2 separate regions of the Cyprinus carpio genome follow, and region 2 is linked to region 1. Evidence: chromatin contacts called from public Hi-C data. All regions are on one chromosome and are shown on one strand. The core of a region is the stretch at or near the end of the contact, and the rest is flanking DNA. Distances in the headings are between cores, read along the strand shown. Region 1 holds the start of LOC109093507 (IST1 homolog). Region 2 holds the start of LOC109092881 (ankyrin repeat domain-containing protein 11-like).

The links. Hi-C and Micro-C count contacts between places; a contact is called where the count stands out from the background.
Region 2: a Hi-C map of skeletal muscle shows a contact between it and region 1, with 9 times the contacts expected there. The contact joins the promoter of LOC109092881 here to the promoter of LOC109093507 in region 1.

What each region holds. Positions count from the first base shown.
Region 1 is chrA7:34,831,101-34,836,256 of ASM1834038v1, reverse strand. LOC109093507 (IST1 homolog) reads left to right here and starts at 2,644. Exons shown (of 10, transcript XM_042760935.1): 1 at 2,644-2,773; 2 at 3,611-3,707; 3 at 3,806-3,986; 4 at 4,065-4,152; 5 at 4,242-4,325. The coding sequence starts at 3,620.
Region 2 is chrA7:34,999,094-35,004,249 of ASM1834038v1, reverse strand. LOC109092881 (ankyrin repeat domain-containing protein 11-like) reads left to right here and starts at 2,762. Exons shown (of 13, transcript XM_042760939.1): 1 at 2,762-3,157. LOC109092880 (paraplegin-like) reads right to left here and starts at 2,693. Exons shown (of 17, transcript XM_042760942.1): 1 at 2,563-2,693; 2 at 810-909; 3 at 595-678.

The sequences.
Region 1 (5,156 bases), core at 1,395-3,894:
CATCCAAGATTTTTCAGAAGTCTGAACTTTGACAGGTGACTGCGTGATGAAGTTGACCAATGACGATGGCTGTGGGGCTGGGTTAGCACTTAGCTGCTTGTCTTGTATGGCCTACAAACAGAAAACTAGCCTCTTTAATACAGTCTTCGGGCTCCAAGCTGCATTAAGTAAAACAACAAATTATGGTACTATACTATATAAAATAATTGTTATTTTGATATTAATGAGATTGCTATTGCATTAACTTCAAAACATGCACATAGTATTTTAGTTAAATAAAAATCCCAATACCTACTAGGAATATTTAAGTAGATTCACACTATAACATTTGGATTCTTCCATCTGAAGTCTTTTAATGGCAGCTGGTTCTCACTTTCTCCAAATGGTGGCAGCAGTGAGATGTGTCCATGTTTACACCTCTCCTCTGGTTAAATACAGGTCCTTCTCAAAAAATTAGCATATTGTGATAAAAGTTCATAATTTTCCATAATGTAATGATAAAAATTAAACTTTCATATATTTTAGATTCATTGCACACCAACTGAAATATTTCAGGTCTTTTATTGTTTTAATACTGATGATTTTGGCATACAGCTCATGAAAACCCAAAATTCCTATCTCAAAAAATTAGCATATTTCATCCGACCAATAAAAGAAAAGTGTTTTTAATACAAAAAAAGTCAACCTTCAAATAATTATGTTCAGTTATGCACTCAATACTTGGCCGGGAATCCTTTTGCAGAAATGACTGCTTCAATGCGGCGTGGCATGGAGGCAATCAGCCTGTGGCACTGCTGAGGTGTTATGGAGGCCCAGGATGCTTCGTTCGCTGCCTTAAGCTCATCCAGAGTGTTGGGTCTTGCATCTCTCAACTTTCTCTTCACAATATCCCACAGATTCTCTATGGGGTTCAGGTCAGGAGAGTTGGCAGGCCAATTGAGCACAGTAATACCATGGTCAGTAAACCATTTACCAGTGGTTTTGGCACTGTGAGCAGGTGCCAGGTCGTGCTGAAAAAACTAAATCTTCATCTCCATAAAGCTTTTCAGCAGATGGAAGCATGAAGTGCTCCAAAATCTCCTGATAGCTAGCTCCATTGACCCTGCCCTTGATAAAACACAGTGGACCAACACCAGCAGCTGACATGGCACCCCAGACCATCACTGACTGTGGGTACTTGACACTGGACTTCAGGCATTTTGGCATTTCCTTCTCCCCAGTCTTGCTCCAGACTCTGGCACCTTGATTTCCGAATGACATGCAAAATTTGCTTCCATCCGAAAAAAGTACTTTGGACCACTGAGCAACAGTCCAGTGCTGCTTCTCTGTAGCCCAGGTCAGGCGCTTCTGCCGCTGTTTCTGGTTCAAAAGCACACGCCTGTGCACGGTGGCTCTGGATGTTTTCTACTCCAGACTCAGTCCACTGCTTCCGCAGGTCCCCCAAGGTCTGGAATCGGTCCTTCTCCACAATCTTCCTCAGGATCCGGTCACCTCTTCTCGTTGTGCAGCGTTTTTTTGCCACACTTTTTCCTTCCCACAGACTTCCCACTGAGGTGCCTTGATACAGCACTCTGGGAACAACCTATTCGTTCAGAAATTTCTTTCTGTGTCTTACCCTCTCGCTTGAGGGTGTCAATGATGGCCTTCTGGACAGCAGTCAGGTCGGCAGTCTTACCCATGATTGCGGTTTTGAGTAATGAACCAGGCTGGGAGTTTTTAAAAGCCTCAGGAATCTTTTGAAGGTGTTTAGAGTTAATTAGTTGATTCAGATGATTAGGTTAATAGCTCGTTTAGAGAACGTTTTCATGATATGCTAATTTTTTGAGATAGGAATTTTGGGTTTTCATGAGCTGTATGCCAAAATTATCAGTATTAAAACAATAAAAGACCTGAAATATCTCAGTTGGTGTGCAATGAATCTAAAATATATGAAAGTTTAATTTTTATCATTACATTATGGAAAATAATGAACTTTTATCACAATATGCTAATTTTTTGAGAAGGACCTGTAGATATTTTGTCTAATGAGTATCATAGCAAGTTGTCAGATAACGCCTAAAGAAAAATGTTTATATTTTCAATGATGTGATGGTGTGGGAAGGAATATTCTTGGAGGCTATTGCTGAAATCCTCAGAGCCATTGTCAGACCTTTTGCTGGTGCAGTGGGCCCTGGGTTCCTGCTGGTGCAGGACAATGTCCTGTGACCTGTGGGTAGTGTGTCGGCAGATTCACACACTACACACTGACTCCAGGCCTCTCTGGGTTGATGATTTTGGTTTCCATTGACCACTGTCACCTCATTTTATTATCAAGGACTTACATTACAGGAGATTTTCAACTTGAATATTTTATTCATCAAGATCCAATGTGTGATTTAAGTGTTCCCTTCATTTTACATACAAACATAAATAAAAATGCATTGTCTCACTATTGTTTTCAGCACAACAGCCTCAGTCTATTCTGACCAATTATTTGTCCTATTTTAAAGGTAATGACTAGTGAGCTCAGACATTTCTTGCCAACTTGGCTATCCATTCTAGACGATCTTGTCATGTAATATCACGAACATGACATCATTAAAAACATGTGATCTGTCCGCCCTGGTGACGGGGGTTTCCCCTCAAAAGCGAGTTTTCCACCGGCGACCATGTGACTTGTAGCGTCATCAATGAAGTCACGTCCAATGCGGAAGTGAATGCTAACTGAGCAGCAGTCGCCCAACAATTCTAACCGAAACCGACTCTTTCCCAGCGTCTGAAGAGGAACTCACATGTAAATATGATATTTATTCTAAGTTTTGTACTGTATTTAGGAGATATCCACGATGTTTTGACTATCTGTCAACATCTGTAGGTTCTTGAGGGTTTTGTTTACTTTCGTGAATTAGCTCCACTAGCCGCTAATCGAGTCTCTTCCTGCTTTGAACAGTCAGATTTCTGACAATACGAAAACGGTTTCAAGAAAAATTTGTACGTTCAGTAAAGATCAGTATAGATGCATCGAATCGATCTATATAAGTAATGACCAGTGACTGCTTGTAGGCTAATTCTCTATTTCTCTGTTTTATGTCTTTAACTCTTGTTTTGGCTAACTGTTGTGACTCACACTAACACAGTCAGCAGGCAGCATATGTAAGAAAATCGCATTAACAAATAAACCACTATTTCTAAATAGATAAGAGTGTAACCGACAAAAATATGCCTGATTATTACCATATTTCTGGACATGTACTGTGATATTTTTTGTAGTTCTTAGTATGTGTAACAGAACCACGGTATTTTGATCAGATAACGTTACCATAGTACTCCCACTGCTTTTTCTGACATAAGGGACGCATGTTATAATTTACACAGTTTTTCTTTGGTTCCTGGTTTTTAAACTTACCTAAAGTGGTTAACTTAGGTTCCTAATAGCTGAATTGTGCTGTTGTCATGATATGGTAATGACGTCACTCACCAAACAGGAGACATATCTCAAATCCAGATCTCTGTATATGCTTGCACTGAAGCTTTAATAACATGTGAGATACCCGGGACACTGTTTTGACCTCCACTTTGAGTCTTTTCCACCCCTTTTACCTGATCTTTGGCTCTTGACATTTCTCCACAGAGCTCCATCATGCTTGGTGGAGGGTTTAAATCCGAGAGACTTCGTGTCAATCTCAGGCTGGTCATAAACCGCCTCAAACTTCTTGAGAAGAAGAAAAGTAAGTTTGGTTGTCTACAAGTTTGTCATATTTTAAAGTTTTGGATTTTCTAAACTTTCGTTGATTTAACTAAATTGAACTCGTTTGATCTGATTTAGCTGAATTAGCCCAGAAGGCTCGTAAGGAGATCGCAGACTACTTGTCAGCAGGCAAAGATGAGCGTGCGAGAATCAGAGTCGAGCACATCATCAGGGAGGATTATTTGGTGGAGGCCATGGAGATCCTGGAGTTATATTGTGATTTGCTGCTCACCCGCTTTGGCTTAATACAGTCCATGAAGTGAGTAACCATTTTTTTTTTATTCTTATTTTTAAAAAGTGGATTTTTTGCTCATGTAATTTTTAATCTTCTTTTCAGAGAACTGGACCCTGGCCTGCAAGAAGCAGTATCCACACTCATCTGGGCTGCCCCTCGACTGCAATCAGAAGTGGCAGAACTGAAGATTGTGGGTATCATATGTGTTTGTCTTTAATCTGTTTCTGGGGTGTTGTTCTAGTATGGATCATTCATGTCTTTTTTTCCTCACTTTAACAGGTTTCAGATCAGCTGTGTGCCAAATACAGCAAAGAGTATGGAAAGCTATGTAGGACAAACCAGATCGGAACAGTGAATGATAGGGTATGATGAAACATGTTAGAGGTAGTGGGCATAAAGTGAACTCGTAGTAATGTGTGTTTGGGCAAACATTGCAATAACTATTGCTTATGCATGGATTAGGGCATTTTCAAAGCTCCTGTCTGACATGTAACAGCACACCTGATCTACATCACATCATACTGCTTTATAAGGAGAGGTGTCCTGTTACTTTTTGAAGGCTGGAATACACTTCATGATTTTTGCAAGTTTTTTTTTTTTGCACTGATTCACTCTTTTTAGAGGAGTCAACGCTAGTTGAAACTCGTAGTGTGTGATCCTCATTCGTTTTTCTCTTTAACCATTTACAAAGTCTGCAAGTGTATGATGCCTAGATTTTAAAAGTCATGTAGTTTATCCAAGCCTTAAACATTCAGAGATACAACTTTTATAACATTCCCTAGCCTTAAGGCCTGTTCGCACCAAGAACGATAACTTTAACTGTACTAGCGTCCACACCAGTGAATGATAACGTTCTGTTAATTTACGTGTCGTCTACCACATTAAATGCGCAGGTGGATTCTGATTGGCTTTCAGTGTTTTTATCATCCATTAGCTAGAAAATAAAATTGTTCTTTTAAGTGATTCCAACACTGTCTTTCCTTTGTGTCGTTATTGTTATATTTGTGGTGTGGACTTTCTTATTCATGAAGAATTTGTATTTGAAAAAATTATTAATTATAGTTACCATCCTTGGTATTCAAACCAGGGGTGTCAAACTCAATTTCTGGAGGTCCGGAGCCCTGAAGAGTTTAGATTCAACCTTAATTAAACACACCTGATCTAATTAATCAAGACCTTTAGGCTTATTTGAAA
Region 2 (5,156 bases), core at 1,513-4,012, 170 kb before region 1:
AACATGGTAACTTGCTTCATTTCTGAATGAATCAGTCATTTGAAACAAATTTATGAATGAATAATTCAGTGACTCACTCACTAAGACAGGGACTTGCTGCCACTTACTGATGGTTTCATATTTTAAAATAAGATTATATTTAAACAATTTTAACACGTCAGTGTCTTATCATTCTAGTTTGATTTATTGATAAAATGTAAGAATTTGACATAAAAAAATTACACTTTTAATAAGGTTTAAAAATGCCTTTTTGAAGACAAAAAAAGAAAAAAGAAACGAGGAAACCAAAGTAGCGACAGACAGTTTGCTCCATATTGTGAAGCACATTCAAGTGTAGCAAATTATTGGAAAAAGAAAAAATGTTTACAACTTGATTCTATCTATCGGTTTTTGAATGGATTTCGAGATTTGGACACAGCACTGAAAAAGTGGTCTTAGGCGGGCATTTTGTTAAGAAATTATGAGGTTAATTTTATTATTATTATTATTATTTTCTTTTTTAATTAAACATACACGAATTAATCATTCACAATTAGATGCATTAAAAAAAAATAGTAGTTTGTAATCTACTGTTTCAAAAAATTCCGAACATACCTTCATCCTCCTCTGGGGTCTTCCCTTTTCCACTTTCTTTCTTTTCATGTCTTCTGTTGGATGTGCTGAAATAATGAGTAGTGCCTGACAGATGTGGAAAAAATATTTGAATTATGCAATGCAACATAATTCGGAAAATAATTAAGATTAAGAAGTCAAAAGTTCTGCATCACAACTTTGTCCAGCCAAAAAAATAACTTAAACTTAATACTTACCTAATAGTTTCCACAGTTTCACAGGATCTGTGAACAATTTGTGGCGACAATGGAATTCAAGTCCTACGAGCCTCGGGATTAATGGCTTCGTCAAAATGTTCTGTAAAACAGATCTTGGTTAATCAAGGTCATGCATAATCACATAGATTACTTGCTATTATTATGATTCATCTGTTCCGTTTAGTCACAAAGAAAAGTGTATATTCTGTATAAACTGTATTAGTCAGCATTACATCAGCACTATACTTAACGTCACTTCGCAAGATGACAATGAATTTTAAATGAACAAAATAGTTTACACAATGCTTATTCGGAATTTAGATAACCCACCTGAACGTGTCCTGATGTTAGACCTCGTTTGTTTGGAGTCAATAAATGCAAGTTTGAAGTCACATTGCTCTCCACTTTTCTGCTGGCTTGAAAACAGCAGAAACGAGACGATAACGACCAAACCCGTTTGTCGTAACATTTGCTTCCGCGCTGCAAAAGTAGCGCTGCCATATTAAAAGCTGGTTTATCGCGTCGCTTGGATCAGAACATACTAACTTATTCCAAAATAAATAGCAGTCTTTAATGTGACCTCTTTAAGAGTTGCTATTCTTTAGCTGTCATCGTGATTCTTATCCAACACAGACAAATATAGCTGCTGTAAAACAACAAGCGCGTCTTCTACTCGAATATATCTGAAACATACCGAACAAATAAAATGCGGCGGGTAAAAACTGTCTTAAATTATACAATTACAAGGACGTTACAATGGTGTGCTGACTACTAACTCCGTGAACTCTAATGATGTTTACTGTACGGGCTTGAGAAACATGTCTATTCAACTTTCACCTTCGGGATCAGCCAATCAGGACGGAAAGAGCTCGAGAAAGGGCTGATGGGAAATATAGTTCTACTTGCACGTTTATAAAACCCCCAAAAACTACAAACAGTTCTAGTTGGGCATGCGCAGACAACGACTGTAATTTGATGTTAAAAATGTAGTTATAGCGCAAAAATAAATATAGTCTAGTTATAGGGTAGAAATATAGACAAATCATTATATCATTATATATATATATATATATATATATATATATATATATATATATATATATATATATATATATATATATATATATATAAAATAAGATTTCACATGTCTGATATCCTTCTTTGTACTGGCAGGTATGAGCCTGTGTGGTTTCAGATGTATTTTATGTTGGGATATGAAGTGAGGACAGAACAATTGAGTATAATTATGACAAGTTGGTCAAGAATTGAGGATATATCTCAGACAGACAGCTCTAGTCTCCTTTCAACAGAGGGAGCCATTGCGTTATTCTGCTCGGCAAGAAATCGGTGTCACGGTTGAGGCTTGTGACGTCAAATCGAAAATAAAACAAAAATCAATACATCTAACATACATTTATCAGACAACAGTAAATGAAAGCAAATCGTGCTGTGGCTGATGAGCTCGCAATCCGTCACCGGCAAACAGTTCGTAATATTCATAAAGTATGCTGAAGATAGCAATCAACGGCTGTTTTTAGATCAATCTGAATTAATGAAGGGATAAACAATTTCGGTGGAGCTCTGTTCACTCGTGTCTTAAAATACGAAAACATACACACACACACACACACACACACACACACACACACACACACACACACACACACACACACACACACACACACACACAAAAAAAACACATTAACGCAATTTTACTACATTTACCCACACAGGTTCTCCATTTTCCTCTCACCCAAATGGAGCTCGCAAAACATGCCACTGTCTACGCCATTCCGGCTCGAGGTCGCCAAAGAAAACAACGTAGAATCTTCCCTGGCAAGAACCACAATGGCGCCAGTTTCACAGTTACAACGGGGAACAAACAGTGACCGCCCATACGCGTCAGCCTATCACAATCCGCGTATCAACTCCTATCGTCCGCTTTTCGTCAGCGCGAGTCAAAGGCCGATCGAAACGGTTCGGAAGGAGTCGGACGGAGAGGATTAACTTGAAGCGGATTTTTATTTTTTCACCTCTGATCAAGCCAAATCAGCAAACGTAACGTTACGGAGACCCGTGGACTGTTTAAAGGGACAGATGGAGAGTTTATAACCACTTCTCTTACCAGTTTATTGGAGCCCTGAGAGATTTTAATCATCGCATTCTGCGGGAGGTAATCACTGATTAGCTTAGCACGCTGGCGCGAGCGCGGACTGAGATGAGCGTCGCGCGCCTCGGATGTTCCCGCATCGGAGCTCGCTGAAGCAGAAGGCCTCAAATGGGAAAAACAAGCATCGGGAGGGAATACCAAGTATAATTTTGTAGATGTAGCTCACGTTTTGAAGAAGGTAAGCCATTTTAAGCTGCTCTTTACTCTTTTAAAAGGCATTTCGTGACGAAAAAACATCTGTGCGTCCTCTCATGCGTCGACTTTCACGGTTAGACCGCTAACGGCTTTAGCCCCGTTGCTAACTGGAGTTTGTTTCCCTCCCCCACCCCGAAGTCGAGGAAATGTTTGCGTATTGCTCAAAATCTATACATTTTGTCAGACTGTGCGCATTTATTGATCCATACGGGTTGTATTGATCTATAATACTAATATTCGGTAATGACTGAAGGTGAGCATATGAAGCTGGAGAAATGAAAATAACCCTCGTCATGTTGTGGTTCTCTCTCTCTGGGAATCGGATATGGCCAGACGGGCTCTGCTGCCCTGCAGAAGTCAGCCACTGGGATGGGCATCTTAATACATCAACATGTAGGTTTCAAGGGCACATATGAGAAGTAAATATTGTTGACTTCACATTGATAATGTGTGCTGAAGTAGCTGCAGGGATTGTGAAATTCCAGAATAAGATCTGTAATAAGAATTTGCGTGGGGTTATCAGTGCACCATTCAGACTGTAAATATTAGATCACTGCAACACACGCATTTCTTAGTGTTTTTATGAGATTGGTCATATTATGATGGCAACGTGAATTCAGCTTGGTTTGTTTTTCATTTCTCATATTTAACAGGGATTTGTTTCTGGCATGAAGAAAACACACACACGGTTTAGTTGCATAATAGATTTCACGCAATATCCACGAAGGAGGATTCAGTGCTACATTCATCCTATTTTACCAAATTAAGGATTTTCTTGATGTATACCTGTATTCTCAATGTGGCTAACCATTTTCTGTATGTTAGGCTAAATGTTCTTTATTTTTGATTTAGAACAGCAAGACCTGAACTTCACCATCTTACGTGGTGTGAAAAGACATTTTGTGAAGGTTGCTTGTGGATGTGATTCGTCTGTGCTTGTTTAGGCATTGTGTGGTGTGATTGTTTACTTCAGCAAGGATCTGCATTGAAGCAAGACCTTACAGTACTTCTTTAAAGGGTGATCTGATGGATAGAGCCAGTCTATCAAAGTTTGTGATGAAGTAGACAGAGCTGGTGTTGGTGCAGTGGAAGAACACTGCGGCGGTGTTGGGGCGTTAGCACACTCTCTCCCTCTCTTCACTTTCTCTGCTTCCACTTTACATCTCTCCCTTCATCACTTTTGTTTATTTCTTCTGAGCACAACTTCAACACAGCAGCATTGCAAAATACGCTTTCCTGTTTCACCCCATAAAAAAACCCAGCTGACTTATGGCACTTGTAGAGCACTAATCAGGATTTAGCTGAAGTGTGATCCGTAGGTGTCTCAGGTTGTCAGGCCTGTTTGTCTACCCAGTTCTTGTGTTTCGGGAGTCCTGCTCAATGTTTGGCAGAGAGGCGAAATGGACTTTTGGTTTAATTGTGGGGTTAGGAATGCTTTTATTGGGAGCTTCAGAAAGCATTTACTTTCTTTGATTATGGCAGTCATGCTCAACCATAATTAATTGCTTTATCTCTATCAATCAAGCCTTTGAGAGCTAATTCTGTCCAGCTGAACTCATAGAGTGCCTTAAAGGGGACATAACACACACAGTTTCACCCAATCTCATGTTAATCTTGAGTACCTATAGAGTAGTACTGCATGCTTCATATCTCCAAAAAGTCTTAAGATTTATCATATTTATAAAAGAAAGATACAACTCCTTCAGTATCGAACAATGTGCTAATCCAGTGTCGAACTGGGCCTTGTTTATAAAACGTTCGTCAACAAACACGCTTGTGAAACTGCATTGCTGCTCCGGAAAAAACAAACTGCATCTACTGTTTACATAATGTTGGGTTCTTTAGGAAGCTGAACAGTTATCTTTCCCTCACAAACAAAAACACACCTCCATACACACACTCTTCCCGATCTACGTGGGCATGAGCGCACTCAACCAAGTGATGGGCGTGCTCTTGATCTCTCTTTGGTTGATGTGTGCATG